Regions from separate parts of the Sus scrofa genome. Here region 1 is linked to region 2. The links are chromatin contacts, called in public Hi-C maps. All regions are on one chromosome and are shown on one strand. Each heading gives the region's core, a stretch centred on a gene start, on an enhancer-like site or on the middle of the called end of the contact. The rest is flanking DNA. Distances are from core to core; before and after follow the strand shown. Region 1 overlaps LOC102166616 (a long non-coding RNA gene). Region 2 has its middle 16 kb from the start of CDH13.

Region 1 (3,737 bases), core at 29-2,528, 130 kb after region 2:
GAATGGCCGTCCCTGAGCAGAAATGTATTGCGCCACACTTCAGGGTGGGTATTCAGATGGTAAAAGAAGATCATGGATGGGAAATGAAAAGTCCTATTTATGAGGTAGGAGATGGGATGGAGCATGACTGAGAACAGCAAATGTGGAAAACCACCCACTTCATCTAACCCACATGGTGCCTGAGAATTTACCATGAGCTGGGCACCGGGTAAGATGTAGAGAGATGGTACCGAAGAAGATGGGGGCTGGCCTCATGGAAAGTCAAACTTCAAAAGATGCTAATCTCCAAGCAGACCATGTTTGATGCCAATCCACACCCACTAGGACAGCTCTAATCAAAAAGACAGACAACATGGAGTTCCCGTTGTGGTGCAGTGGTTAATGAATCCAACTAGGAACCATGAGGTTGCAGGTTCAATCCCTGGCCTCGCTCAGTGGGTGAAGGATCTGGCGTTGCCATGAGCTGTGGTGTAGGTCACAGATGTGGCTTGGATCTGGCATTGTTGTAGCTGTGGCATAGGCCAGCGGCTACAGCTCCAATATGACCCCTAGCCTGGGAACTTCCATATGCCATGGATCATGGCCCTAGAAAAGACCAAAAAAAAAAAAAAAAAAAAAAAAAATGTAGACAACAACCAGTGCTGGCAAGGAGTAAAGAACCTGTAACTTTCCTACATTGCTGATGGGGACTGTAGAATAGTGCAGCCACTTTGGAAAACAGTCTGTCAGTTCCTCAGAAAGATAACACAGAGCCACTAGGTAACAGTCCTAGGTATATACCAAGAGAAATGAAAATACATGTCCATGCAAAAATTTATGTATGAATATTCATAGCAGCATTATTTATAACAACCAAAAGGTAGAACTGACCCAAATGTCCATCAGCCAATGAAGGGAATAAATAAATAAAATGTGGTATATCCATAAAATGGACTATTATTCATCCATAAAAAGGACTGAAGTACTGACACATGCTATAACGTGGATGAAGCCTGAGAACACTATGCTCAGTGAAAGAAGCCAACTCAAAAGGCCTCATATTGTATGACTGCATTGGTACAAAATGTCCAAATAGGCAAATCTATAGAGACAGAAAGCAGATGAGTTGTTTGCCAGCACTAGAGGGGAGGATGAGAGCATGCGGGGGTGAGAGCTAAGAGTAAGGACTGGAGACCACAAGCCATCAGTGCTGTAGTGGCTCCAGATGGAACTCCCCAGATGTCCTCTGTGCATGGTCATCTTACACCCCATCAATCATAAACTTCTCCAGCTAGCTTTCTGCTATTCAGCAGTTGAGATTCTGGGGGCCTTGATGAAATAGGGTTGGGCTCATAGTGCTAACAGATTGCAGTGGCCTCTTTTCTGGCTACTTTTCAAAGTTCCAAAAAGCTTTTGGACAACAAAAGAAGAGGGAAGGTAGGGGCAGTAATTGTGATCACGATGCTCCTGAGGGGACATTTTGTCCCTGTCTGAGGCCATAGAGCACTGGAAGCCCCTGGAGGGCAGGTCCTGTGCCCACATGTTCAGTGTCCTGCCCCAGGTGTCCCAGCACCTGGCATATAGTGTGCTCTCAATAAACTCTGATCGATTAAAGCAAAGGAGTAAATAGTGGCAGACAATGTAAAATTCCAATTCTTTTTCTCTCCTGCTGCCTCTAGTGTCTGTATAGAAATCCTTTTCTCAGCCTTATGAATTATGACCCCTTCCAAAGCAAAAGAGGCAGCAGATAGTTGGAGTTTAAGATTACATGTGTTATTTTTACTTTGGTGTCCTCATGAGCACTCTGTCACAGGAAGGGCAGCTGAGAATCAGACTCACGGAGTGTCCCTGGGTTGGGGTGGAACCCTTTGAACCCAGAGGAAGAGCAGAATGGCCAGTGGAAGACATAAGTGTCTTAGCAACTGAACTTGCGAAAGAAAAAGCATCAGAAATTGGGGTATGTGTACACATGCCGGGAGCAAGATGTCTTATGATTTCTCTATTCGGAAGCTGCAAAATATGTCTACAGTTCTCCCCTCAAAAAGAAGGCCTAATTCCTCTCCTTCGAATGTGTGCTGTACCTGGTAACTCATTTTTAATTAATGTAGAGGAGAAGATAGCATGGGATCTCTGAAGGTAGGCTGTGGTCAGCTGAATGATGTTCACATCCCAATCCCTAGACCCTGTGAGGGTTTCCTAAAATGACAAAGGGGACTTCACAGATGTGGTTAGGGATCTCGAGATGAGACAATTATCCTGGATTATCCAGGTGGGCCCTAAGTAGTTATAGGGTCCTTATAAGAGAAGGACAGCGAGGATCTGACAACTGAAGAGAAAGAAGCTGATGTGATGAGGCCAGGAGCCAAGGAATGAGGAAGACCTCGAGAAGCTGGAAAAGTTAAGGGACGAAAGTCCCCACAGAGACTCTGGAGGGTGCATGGCCCTCTTGACACCTTGCTTTTTAGCCCAGTGAAACTGATTTTGGACTTCGAATCTACAGAACCATAAAAGAATAAATCTGTGTTGTTTTAAGCTACCAAGGTTTTTGTTTGTTTTCATTTATCACAGTGGCCATAGGAAACACATAGGTCATAAAAGACACTGCTGCTTCCGTCTTGCTTTCTTGGATTGTTCAGTGCCAGTTGCCATGCTGTGCAGACACTCAAGAAGCAATAAAGGGAATGTTTTCAAGTCAGCAACCACTGCGGGCAACTGAAGCTATTCCCATCAAGACAATGGCATTCATTGTAGCACATGACTTCAGCATCAGCCCCCTTGAAGACTGAGGGAACTGGGGTGTAGACACCAGCTCTCATCAATCTTTGGGGAAGGACCATCCCAGGCATGGGGTGGAAGGATGTTAAATCCTCGAGACTGCCAGTCTGGTGGAGCAGGTTCTGGTGACCCTGGGAAGAAATGCAGGTTCTGGCAGCTGGGGGTCAGAAGGGCTTCCACTGAGATGGTTGAGCAAGGGGATGTGGGCAGAGTTCTGGCAGCTTCCACTGAAACCAAGGGATCCAGAGTAGGGGATGTGGCAGAAGAGGAATGCCCAAATCAGCATCTGCAGAAGGATGAGCAGACAGCAAGAAACCCAAATGGAGGTACTCGACCATTACTGCAAGCCAACTGGGAGCCGCCAGGGTTAATATGCAGAAGCCCTAATTGTTCAACAGCACAGATGAGGGGTTATTCCAGCATTCCCATTTGAAGACAGAAACACAGAGGCTCAGAGAGTTTAAGAGGCTTGTCCAAGATCACCCTAGGCTGGTAATCACACAGGGGAGAGCAGCTTATCTCAAAGTTCTCTCTCCTGCCTCTCCAGCAGCTGCAAGGAAGCTGCCCTTAAAGCAATAGACTCATGTCTCTCTCCCAACAGCCAGTGCCCTTTCCAACTTCATGCCTCGTGCATGGCAGAGTCATGCTACATTGCTTCCAAATGTCACCCACCACTCCACCTGCCTCTAATCACGTGTGCACATGTGTGTGTGCGGACATGTGCATGAGCACACACAATCCTCTGTGTCCTGGACATCACAAGAGGCCTTTCCACATGGCAGGCCATACACGGTGCTCATCTTTCAGAGTTTAACCAGCTTTTACAGAAGCAAACATCTGAAGTTTACCAAACATAAACCAAGTAAAACCTAAGTCAATCAAAAGTGACTAAACACCACTTTAGTCCAAATACATGTTTCTAAAAGGTCACAGCTGGTGTAATTATCCATGCTAGACTTAGCACGCATTCAGCTGTGTGCTTA
Region 2 (3,515 bases), core at 522-3,021:
ACCTCAAAGCCAGGTTCTCTGCTTTTTCATCACACCAGGTTGCTTCTCTTGAAAATAAAAACAGATTACAGAAAACAAACAGGCCATGGACACAAGCAGCCCCAGGGCACAGAAAATTTAGTTAGAGACTCAGTTTAAATTCTCCCAAGTCCTTCTCCATGACAGCTCCAATAGAGAAGAATTACCGTTGGGTAGCATTGCCAGATAAAATACAGGATGCTTAGGTAAATTTGCATTTCAAATAAACAACAAATAATTTTTTAGTATATAACAGTTATTGCATACTTGAAATAATTGTTTCTCTCTTTCTCCCTCCACCCTCCCTTACCCATTTCCTCTGTCCTTATTTCCTTCCTTTTTTTTTTTTTTTTTTTTTTTTTAGTTAAATACGGCAACTTTATAGCCTTGTAGTTTTTACAGCCCCTTAACGTACCATGTTTATGAACTAACCAGTGCTCCTACCAGGAGAGAATTTTGTACAAGACACTCTGAGTATCTGTCCAGTTCATGGCCCTCCTATCTGAAAATGTCCTTAACCTGCCTAACCCGTGACGGTCCCAGCATCATGCTATCCTACCCTGCCTTCCTGGGAAGGATCCTGAACCACTCATGCCAATCCAACTCTCTTTCTTAAAAATCGGAAACAAGAAACTGGAAGATGGAGGGAGTTCCCGTCTTGGCGCAGCCAAAATGAATCCGACTGGGAACCATGATGTTGTGGGTTTGATCCCTGGCCTTGCTCAGTGGGTGAAGGATCCAGCATTTGATTGTGGTGTGGGTCGAAGATGCGGCTCAGATCTGGTATAGCTGTGGCTCTGGTGTAGGGCAACAGCTACAGCTCCAATTGAACCCCCTGCCTGGGAACCTCCATATGCCGTGGGTGTGGCTCTAAAAAGACAAAAAGTGGAAGATGGAGCTAAGTCAAGTCAATGAACCATGCAACAGTCCAATAAATTTCTCTTTCTTTTCTTCTTTGGTTTTGGTTCTGTTTTGGTTTGCTTATTTTGTTTCAAGTGGGATTTTGGCTCAACAAATCACTCTTGACTAGGCTACACCTCTCTTGCGGTCATTTTGTTTGCTCAGGTGAGATGTAAAATGACCCATGTTTTTGAGTGCCTTATTGCCTTTTAAACATTTTCTAATGTTATTTATTCCTTTAATTAGTTGTATTTCATTTTCAATCAGAAAAAAAAAATACTATGGCCCATCTTATAGAAAAGGTACCATGACTTAACAACTTGAAAATAATAGTAATTTTAAGTGTCATCACCTTTTGGTGGTGGGGGTGCTGTGCCCAAGGCATATGGAAGTTCCTGGGCCAGGGATCAAACCCATGCCACAGCAGGGACTCGAGCCACAGCAGGGACAGTGCCAGATCCTTAACCTGCTGAGCCAGGGAACTCCCAAAGTGTTATGAGATTTGATGAGCACCCTCCACTCAGTCCTCATATACGATCTGGACGGCATAGGCACACAGTAGGAAGGGGAAGAAATCTGCCTTCTCTGAAGGAGTGAAAGCCCATCCTAGGCTTCCTGTGTGGGGTGGCTCTCAGGATGAGAGCCAGACTCCCTCACTGCCTGGCATCTGTAGCCTCATCCTGGACTGGCCAATGGACTTCTTCATATACCCCAGGAATCGGGAGACACTAACAGAACTCTGTCAGCCTGCAAACTTTAGAAAGGAAATTGGAGAATTCCAGATGGAGCAGGGAACTGCTTATCCAAGTCACAGATGCTTTAAGTCTCTCTAAAAATATCTGAGCAGCCGTGTTTGTAACAACTGTAGAGAGTCCTTCTCACTTGACCTCAGGCCTGGCCCTGGCCACTGCAGCTCTGCCCAGCTCCTGAGCCTTATGGTCTGGCTTTTATTTCCGTCCTCACGCTGATGACAATCCACAGTCAACTGAACTTCATGCCACATATTCTGAAACTGAACCATCCCAACTAACAAGAGAGCTGGAGCGTTTTACTCCACTCAACCCACACCATGACCCTTTTATAGATCTTCAAAGTCTTGACTCTCTTGCAAAAATGCTGGAACCCACTTACAGACCCCGCATGTTTTACTGGACAAATACAGTCATGTCTTTCAAAGGTATGTTATCCGTATGCTTTTCAAAAAGCCTTTTTGAAGTTGGCTACCTTACAGCAAGGACCACCTTCCTCTCCTCTGCTGAGCACAGCAAGGCTTCGTCTTCCCCCAAGAATGACACGAGGTCCCTCCTCCCGGATGACCACGAGGCAACGGCCACAATCAATGTCCACAGGGGGCTCTGGTTGTAGTCACGGATTTTTTTAAGCCTGTAGCTTCAGCTAAGGTGTGGAAGTCCCAGGCCTATGAATGTGAGTGCTCTCCTTTTTCCTTCCTGTGATGCAGTTCTCACAAACTACAAAGTTGTCTTTAGAAAAAAATCAGAGTCTTCTTTGCTGCTTTTACTCCATAGATTAAAAGTAAGAATTGGCTTCTCTAGTTTGGACCTTCAGCTCTCCCTGGCACCAAATTCATACCCACTGTGTTAGTTACCTATTGCTGCTTCCAAACTCAGAGGCTTAAAATAACAGTAAACATCTACTATCACGCAGAGTTTCTAGGGTCAGGAATTCAGAAGCAGCTTAGCTGGAAAATTCTGACTCAAGGCTCTCTATTAGCCAAGAGATTGACCAAGACTATAGGCATCTAAAGGCCTGACTGGGGCTGGAGAACCTTCTTTCAAAGTGGCTCCCTCATGTGGCTGGCAAATTGGTGCTGGCTGGTGGCAGGAGGCCCCAGATCTTCTTCACCTGGATCTTGAGCTTCCTCACGTCACGGTGACTGGCTTTCCCCAGAGGGAGAAACCAAGAGGCCAGGGAGGAAGCTGCAATGCCTTTTTATGACCTGGCCTCAGAAGTCACACACTGTAACCACCACCCCACTTGCTGATCCCTGACTGCAGACTTCCAGCCTCCAGAGCGGCAAGAAATTAATGTCTATAGTTTATAGGCCTCTTGGTCTGTGGCATTTTGTTACAGCAGCCTGAATGGACTAAGACAATCGTTATGTCCAATACATTTTCCAGCCTGATTTCTTACCATCCGTCATTTCCCTCATCTTCCCTTCCCACATTATCCAGCTTTTATCCCACCTTAAATTCCCCACCAAGAGCCTCTCACCAGGCCTACCCAACCCTCAGAGCTTCCTTCACTGTTCCCTCTCAATGCCCCATGACCGGCCCGCTACTGCCCTAGCAGACTCAAGAACAGCAGCAATGGCAAGTTTGCCAAGTGCTTGCCCGTTGGCTATTATCCCATTAAGTCAGTTCGCCTTGGTCTCTGAGCCCCACAGGAAAGCAACCAATGGTAGGCACTCTGGGGTAGCGGGGGGGGGGGAAGTATATTTCTTCTTTAATCCAAGGAATAATATCTTAACAGATATAGTTGTGCAACCCTGTGAAACAAGAAGGATACAGGTTCACAGCACAGAAGGAAAGCGAAGCCCAGAAAGCTTCAGTCACATGGCCGCAGTTTCCCAGCATATT

The links. A called contact is a pair of places that touch in the nucleus more often than the background predicts.
Region 1: a contact with region 2 is called in a Hi-C map of skeletal muscle, with 4 times the contacts expected there. The contact joins two enhancer-like sites. A contact is called at or near these places in 1 of 47 Hi-C or Micro-C datasets (skeletal muscle) and 1 of 2 datasets of contacts at active chromatin or transcription factors (skeletal muscle).

What each region holds. Positions count from the first base shown.
Region 1 is chr6:5,976,398-5,980,134 of Sscrofa11.1, forward strand. All of the region lies in intron 4 of LOC102166616 (a long non-coding RNA gene), which reads right to left. Among named protein-coding and RNA genes, the nearest start is that of CDH13, 150 kb to the left of the region's middle. Within about 2 kb of position 1,279, at least 3 of the 83 cell types and tissues checked have an H3K27ac peak or open chromatin away from gene starts, as enhancers often do. A contact at or near this core is called in skeletal muscle, where this site is marked.
Region 2 is chr6:5,846,465-5,849,979 of Sscrofa11.1, forward strand. No RefSeq gene overlaps it. Among named protein-coding and RNA genes, the nearest start is that of CDH13, 16 kb to the left of the region's middle. Within about 2 kb of position 1,772, at least 1 of the 83 cell types and tissues checked has an H3K27ac peak or open chromatin away from gene starts, as enhancers often do. A contact at or near this core is called in skeletal muscle, where this site is marked.